Regions from separate parts of the Mus musculus genome. Here region 1 is linked to region 2. A link is a contact called in public Hi-C data. All regions are on one chromosome and are shown on one strand. Each heading gives the region's core, a stretch centred on a gene start, on an enhancer-like site or on the middle of the called end of the contact. The rest is flanking DNA. Distances are from core to core; before and after follow the strand shown.

What was found. A called contact is a pair of places that touch in the nucleus more often than the background predicts.
Region 1: a contact with region 2 is called in a Hi-C map of bone marrow-derived macrophages, with 2.4 times the contacts expected there. The contact joins two enhancer-like sites. A contact is called at or near these places in 4 of 484 Hi-C or Micro-C datasets (the HL-1 cell line, Th2 cells, bone marrow-derived macrophages and 1 more) and 1 of 115 datasets of contacts at active chromatin or transcription factors (large pre-B cells).

Annotation. Positions count from the first base shown.
Region 1 is chr6:144,901,477-144,905,314 of GRCm38.p6, reverse strand. No RefSeq gene overlaps it. Among named protein-coding and RNA genes, the nearest start is that of Gm32124, 5.6 kb to the right of the region's middle. Within about 2 kb of position 2,509, at least 178 of the 459 cell types and tissues checked have an H3K27ac peak or open chromatin away from gene starts, as enhancers often do. A contact at or near this core is called in bone marrow-derived macrophages, where this site is marked.
Region 2 is chr6:144,818,998-144,822,975 of GRCm38.p6, reverse strand. It overlaps the pseudogene Gm20124. Among named protein-coding and RNA genes, the nearest start is that of Gm32069, 14 kb to the right of the region's middle. Within about 2 kb of position 1,690, at least 9 of the 459 cell types and tissues checked have an H3K27ac peak or open chromatin away from gene starts, as enhancers often do. A contact at or near this core is called in bone marrow-derived macrophages, where this site is marked.

The DNA.
Region 1 (3,838 bases), core at 1,260-3,759, 82 kb before region 2:
CCTTGCTTCTAAATGGACAACAGGCACTCTTGCCTGGCGTATGTCCCCGTGCCACCCAGTGCCACCCAGTGCCAACAGGTATCACCTTGCCCAGAAGGCAGATTCCAGACTATTGCATGAATGGATTATAGTGTTTCTACTTTTTTGTTTTATAGCTTTATTTTTATCGTATGAAAATTTTGCCTTCTTATATGTCTGTTTGCCATGTGGGTGCCTGGTCCCTGTGGAGGTCAGAAAAGTGCGTAAAATACTCTGGAAAAAGAATTACAGGTGGCTGTGAGACACCCTGTGGGTGCTGGGAATCAAACCCAGGTCCTCTGATAGAGCAGCCAGTGCTCTTAACTGCTGAGCCATCTTCCCAGTAACCCTAGGCTCAGTGTTTTTACTGTGCATATAGAGACTTCTGCTCTGCTTTCTTTCCTTTCTTCCTTGGTGAAGCAGAAATGTAGTGGTTTATAGAAACAGTGACGTTCAATATTCTCCCTTCCCTCTTCCCTCCCTCTCTCCCTTCCTCCTTGTCTTCCTTTTCCTCCTCCCCTTTCTCTTCCCCTTTCTCTTCCTGTCTCTCCTCCTCCTTTTCCTTCCCGTCTCTTCCCCTTGCTCCTCCTCTTCCCTTCTTTCTCCTTTCTCTGCTCTGGTCTGTTCTATGCAAGCAGCTTTTCTTGTCCACACCCATCCTGCCATGCTTTTCTGCCTCTTATAGGTCCAGAGAGATGGAACAAGTGACCATGGCCCGAAATCTGAATCTGTGAGCCACAATACATGAAGTTTCCTTTATGCTGACTTTCTTAGGTTGGCACAGTAAAAAGATGCTGCCCAGAACGGGAGGTCTGTCTAGGAATCTCTGTGTCTTCACTGTGCAGCCATCCCTTGGGCTCCTATGTCTCACTCTCTGTCAGATCCGGCAGGTGTGGCAGAAGTCACCAGGAGCTTGGCCATGGAAACTGCCCCTGTAAGGATGGAGCTTCCGAGCGACACTGCACTGAAGGATCAGGAGGCCTCCGTTGCTTCTGCAGGCATCGAGGGGGGAATACTCTTTCTGCTCCTTTCTAGCTTGCTGGCTCAGGGCTCCTTCTTCCTTTGTTTTACAAAGCACACCACTCCAGTCTCCAGTCCCCTGTCCCTTCTCTGTGTTCTGACCCTCCTGCATCCATCCCTCTTCCACAGAGGATCTTCCGAGCTAAGGCAGCACAGTCTCCCCATCTCTTTAAACTTAATTCCACCTGCACATTCTCTAATGAGGGGGAACTTTTGCTAACTTCTGAAGGTGTCAGCCTCCCTGAAGGTCATTAATCTAAGAAATTGCTCTCAGGGAATTTTTAAGGATAATTACTGGAACCCACAGACATGAACAGCATGGGAGGGTGGGTGTGGACCCTTTGACTTCTGGGCTGTAGCTTTTCATTAAAAGAATTTTTTTTTTTGGAGTAGAAATGTTTGAAAAGCATTATCACGCTCATATTTACAGTATAGAAAGACCACAGAAAGTCCTACAACCTTCCCTAGGAAGGTTATAAAGGGCACGGATACATGGAAATTGACTTTTTGTTTTTTTAAAGCAATGTCTGTTTGGATGCATGGGTAGAGCACGGATGTTCATTTCCACCCCCTCCCCCTGTTCCCTTCTACCTTATTGCCTACTCAGTTCCCAGAAATCCTTAATTTGCTTTGTGCAGGACTTAAACTCTATCAGATGTCTTCTCCATATGAATTTATGCTGCAACCACTCTGTCCAAGTGACAAGATTAAGTGACAAGACATTTGCTCGACAGTGCTTCTCAGAGTGCAGACAATGACTTGATTAAGGAGTGCGTTATGTATGCTTTGGATGTGACTGTGCCCCCAGGCCCGGGCATCTGAACACCCGTTCCCAGCTGGTGGTCCTGTGGGGGGAGATACGGAGCCTTCAGGAGACGAAGCTTCTCTGGAGGAAGTGGGTTGCTTTTGGGGCGGACCTCGAGGTTTGTGACCTGACCCCACTTCCTGCCTGCTGGTGTGTGGAGAGGTGAAGACTCTCAGCCGTACCCTCTGCTCCCCCAGCAGTGAATTCCTCGCCTTTCCCTCTGTACCCTTTCAAACCATGAGCCCCAAAGAGCCATTCCTCCTTTTAAGTAGCCTGTTTGCCAGAGTGATAAGAACTGGTCCAGAAGACATTCAGGAACAGCTAAAGCATTTTAAAGAGAATACAGGCTGCAGGAGGCTCTGTACAACTAAGAATCAGATTCCGGACACGCTCTGTGTTGGCTCTCACTCTACAGACACAACGAGTGTATTGTTAGCAGCCCTGCAGCTGCTTTGTCAGGTACCTGGGCTGGGACAGAACAGTGGGCTTGAAGGCACTGACTCCGCAATCAAAGTGAGGGAAGAGGTCCCGAGGTCTGAGGAACACCCAAGGGACAAGAGAGAGGATGGACATCTCTTTGGCAGCTTGGTGTCTACTCTGCACACTGAAACCATCCCAGGTCTGACTCAACAAAGTACCAGCACGGAGTCATCCGACCACTTCCTGGGTTTTCCCCCTCAAAGCTTTCACACCCAGCGTTGGCCTGCACTCCACCCTGCCAGAGGATGAGCTCAGCAGGCTGCGCAGGCGCGAAGGCCTGACAGACTGCTATGTAATGGTCCCCGGGGGCACCGGGCTTCCATCCCTGGAGGCAGGAGATGGAAGAGGGTTTGAACAACAGCAATTAGCTGGGGATTTTCTCCGTGTCTTGGTGAGAAACATCTGACCTCGAAACAAGTCTTTCTTTGGTGAAGAAGGGCGGTGTGTGCCTTACAGGAAACTCAAACATGACTTCAGAACATTACACACTGGATTAGGCAGAAGGGCACATGTGTGGCACCAGGGGGTGGGGTGGGGGGAGCTCGCCTCTGATTTTTAGAGCAGAAATACAACCGGAGCTTGAGTGAGGTTGTCAGCGGGGAAGCTTAGGCATGCTCCAGTCTGAGGGTCTTAGGCACTCACCGTTGGCAGATCACCGCGCCAGCCCTTCCTCCCCACCCCTTATTTCCTTCTTCTGCCAGCTTGCGCTCTCTGTTCTTCCCTATTTAAATATTTCTTCCTACTCAGAGCCCTGTAAGCACTTCATCACCAAAGTCTTTGATCTAGGAACAATAGCAGCCGTTTGAACAGCAGAAGAGAAACACTTGTTACATAATTTTACTTTCTCTCCAGACTTTGAACATATATCACCAAGTCAGGAAAACCTAGAGTGAAAGTTTCCAGGGCCGACCACACTCCAACCACACCCCGCCCAAGGCCCGACCACACCCTGATCAAGGCCCACCACGACTGACCACGCCCCAAACACGCCCCAACCTCCCCTGGCCTGCCTGCCTTTACATAGTGTTTTTATTTCTCACTCAGTTTGGTCACACTTTTCTGAGGCTAATTATGCACCGGCCTTGCAATCTTTACAAGATTTGCACATGACAAATTCTGATTTGCTTGTTACGCAGGGAAGGCAATCTTCAAGATGAAGCTTCATAAATAACCAAAAGGAAGACTTTTACACTCAACAGTAAAGCTAATTTATACTCACGAAAATTTTTTTTCTCCCACCATGCATTATACAGTGTCAGGCATAATATTTTAATCCCTACACTTTAGCACACATTTCAGCCTTCCTGGCTTTGATTGACCTATGGCGTCTCACTGCATCTTCATGGATTGTGGGACACAGAGGGCGGCAGCATATTATGGGCTGGAATGTGTTATTTTTCCACCTCTAAGTCTCCCTCACTTTCTTACATGGACACACACACACACACACACACACACACACACACACATACACAGATGATTATATTTAATGGTTTCCAAACTAAAATGACATCC
Region 2 (3,978 bases), core at 441-2,940:
AGATCCGTTACTATCAGCGCTGGCCAGTGGTCACAGTTAGAGCATCGAAAGCACCCGGGTTATTAAGTGCCTGCTTGAAATACCTCCCTGCGCTTGTCATTAGGAAGGAAAGAGACAATAGAGAAAATGGTAAACGGTGGTAACGTTCCCGGGGAACCTTGTGCTGTCCGTGCTACGATACTGAAATAACTTCAAGGGATTGGCTCAGACTCAAACAGGAAATCGACCGAGTCAACATTGGACTTGAGATAATGAAGTGATAAAGGAACCAGGGTGTGGAGCGACTGGAAGAGGAGGCCCTGCAAGTGCTGGGGTCTGGTCAGCGGCTGTTCCTCAAGACTGTTTTTAATTAAACCTCTCCATCCAATGCTCACAAAACCTAAATACAATACTGAATTAGTGCCAGTGGGAACAGCTATAATATAAAAAAAGCAACAGTAACAAATGGGGCCTGCAAAAACCCTTCCATCTTGCCCAGGCCAAGTCTTAACCCACTTTTCTTTATTGATGGTCCTATTTCAGGAGGTAACAAGACAATTAAGAAAACAAACCCATTGTGGAAACAGATGCAGAAACAGCTGAAAGAGAGGAAAAGAAACAACAACATCACCATCATCACCACCACCACCATCATCACCAACAACAATAACAACAACAAGAACATCATAGAGAATGAACTGGCAGTTTCCCAGCCCCTGCCCACCTAGATCTCTTTCTCTGTCTCACTCTCTCTGTCTCACTCTCTCTGTCTCTCTCTCTCTGTCTCTCTCTCTGTCTCTCTCTCTGTCTCTCTCTCTCTGTGTCTCTCTCTGTCTCTCTCTCTCTGTCTCTCTCTCTGTCTCTCTCTCTGTTTCTCTCTCTCTGTCTCTCTCTCTGTCTCTCTGTCTCTCTCTCTGTCTCTCTGTCTCTCTGTCTCTCTGTCTCTCTGTCTCTCTGTCTCTCTGTCTCTCTCTCTCTCTCTCCCTCTCCCTCTCCCTCTCCCTCTCCCTCTCTCTCTCTCTCTCTCTCTCTCTCTCTCTCTCTTGATTGTAGCTGAGCTCAGCTGTAGGACCTAGCCCTGTGAACTTGACTTCAGAGTCGAAGCTTGGTAGCAGGGCCCAGAAAGAAACCGTGTGAGGTACCTAGTGACGGCTGCTGTTCAGCCAAGGCTCCACACCAACCAAGAGTTAAGCCAACCAGCCCCGGAACTCTAAACAGAGTTAGTCAACAAGCACCCAGAGGTTGGCACAGGCTAGCAATGCCACTCATGCCCCTGAAGAAATAATGCTGAGAGCTTTTAAATCAAGGTGTTGGGTGTGTTGGAGACATTATGAGACATCCCAGCCTTTACACTGAGCGGAAAGGCAGGATGCTCTAGACTGTTTAAAACAGTGTTGGGAAAGGATCTAGATCCATGAGTGGCTGTGCTTTAGTCAGACCATGTTGGCTATGACTCATGGGGATGAGAAATTGCTTTCCTAACTTCATGTCTTTTACTTTAATTTTGAGGTGGGCATACAATCCCACAAGAAAACATGAATGGTTTCCTAATCTGATGACCCCGGGAAGGCGGCCACATCCCACCTGTCCTGACCTAGCAGGGACACTGTCAAAGTCTCTGAAAAGTTAGGTGAGCCCTTGCTGTATGATCCCTTGAAGGAAGAACCAAAACAGAGAAATAAGATGCCTTTTTTATGTTGGTGTTTGACAACCCAGCGTTCTGGTAGTGATTTTCCACCCTTGGTCTATCTCGATGCTTTAAATAGCTCCTGGGTTAAAAATAGCACCTGGGTTAAAAATATCTGCTTAATAAAATAAGAAACACGCAGCCAGCAAATTAGGAAGTTAGACGATGTTCACTAAAACTAATTCTGAAGACTGTGGAGGGTGGAGTCCTGGTAGACTTGAGGAAATGTTACTGTCTCGGCCTTTCTCAGACATTTTTCTCCCTTGAAGCATCACTCGAACAGCATCTCCACACACCAACACCGCAGTTACAATGAATGGCATCCAGTCAGCCTGCATGGTGAGCCAGTGAGGTACAGAACCCATCTCCTCTTGAGTCGGATGGCAGCTCATCCAGGCAATCGCCTGATAAGCATGGTGGCCACAGAGAACACTGAGGGCTTCAGGACCCAAACGTGTGACTCAACGCTACCATGCTTCAGGGGGACCACACACGGGGAAGAGGAGAAAAATCGAGCAAGGTCCCTCTGCTTTAGGCTGTTTGGGTCTGATAGAGACTAGCAGTTTGTGGTTGAGATGGCTGCATTGCCAACTTGTAGACCAAAGAGTGGACCATTTTTGGGGAGTGGGGGTTGATCCTTTCTTCTTTCATTCAAACAGATACAACTGCATGATGAGTTTAAAGACCTGGTTCTAATGCCTGGACACCACTCAGGGTGCATATTCTACCCTGAAAGTTGGTTCGTGTGGACAGCTTCCCTGTCTCTGCTGGGTCCTTCCCTAAGTTGGGGGCCTTTCACTTTGGTGTAGTTGGCCCACATTTAACCTCTCTATGACTCTCTGTCTCTGTCTCTCCTTTCAAACATATATTTGTTGTGTGCGTTAGATTTTATGTTTTATGATATTGTTATCCGTTATAGCGTAGGCTCTTCCAAAAGAGTTTTGCTTGGTTTTTGCTTGGTTTTGAGACAGGGTCTCCATATATAGCCCTGGCTAGCCTGAAACGAATTGTGTAGCTCAGGCTGACACTGAAAACTCACAGCACTCTTCCTGTCTCAGCCTCCCAAATCTGGGGTTATAGACACATGCCACCATGCCTAACTTTCATTTTTTTTTAAAAAAAGTAAGCATTATACCTTTTCTTTAAATATATACTTATGTTGTTATTTATTGTTGCAAAGAGGCCTCAATAGGAGTGAGTTGCCAAAATAAAAAAACCTCCTTCAGGAGTTATCAGGAGCAGAATCTTCTCTTCTCTTCTCTTCTCTTCTCTTCTCTTCTCTTCTCTTCTCTTCTCTTCTCTTCTCTTCTCTTCTCTTCTCTTCTCTTCTCTCCTCTCCCCTTCCCTCTCCTCTCCTCTCCTCTCCTCTCCTCTCCTCTCCTCTCCTCTCCTCTCCTCTCCTCTTCTTTTGTTTTCTTTTCTTCTCTTTTTTTCTCTTTCCTTTCCTTTCCTCTCCTCTCCTTTTCTTTCCTCTCCTCTCCTTTCCTTTCCTCTCCTCTCCTCTCCATTCCTCTCCTCTCCTCTCCTCTCCTCTTCTTTTGTTTTCTTTTGTTTTCTTTTGTTTTCTTTTCTTCTCTTTTTTCTCTTTCCTTTCCTCTCCTCTCCTCTCCTCTCCTCTCCTCTCCTCTCCTCTTCTTTTCTTTTCTTTTCTTTTCTTTTCTTTTCTTTTCTTTTCTTTTCTTTTCTTTTCTTGAGACAGAGTTTCCCTAAACAGGCCCTGCTGTTCTGGAACTCACTAAGTAAACCAGGCTCACCTTGAACTCACGGAGATTCACTTGCCTCTGCCTTCTGAGTGCTGGGATTAAGAAAGTGAGCCAACCTGTGTGGCCTAAACAGGGACCATTCTCACAGGAAAGCTCCATGCTAAAGGAGATCACATGTAATCCAAGCAATCAGTTCCATAATGAGGAAAGCACCTGTGTTCCTATGCATATGCGTGCAATGTACTCAACCTGCACATGTCCTGAAGCAGTGAACATGCACACACGTGTGCACATACACGTAAGACTCTCGTCTTAATGATTAACTCAAAGGGAAGGCCAAACGAAGGTGTGATATTGGTGGTCCCCGTTGTAAGATCTGGTCTCTCTGGAGCGTGCAGCTTCCTCGCACGCCTGGAGCCACACTAGCCGGAGGTTCACACCAGACCACCAGTCAGTTCAGGTTGCAGATTATGAAGAGAGTCCTTGACAGTGCACATATGGTTTGGGCCCACACGAGCTCCTGCCAGCCTCTCCACAGAAACTTATTTCTGCACAAGGTCATTTCTTCTCATCCAGTCATGGCTAACTACTAGGAGTGAGAGTGTATCG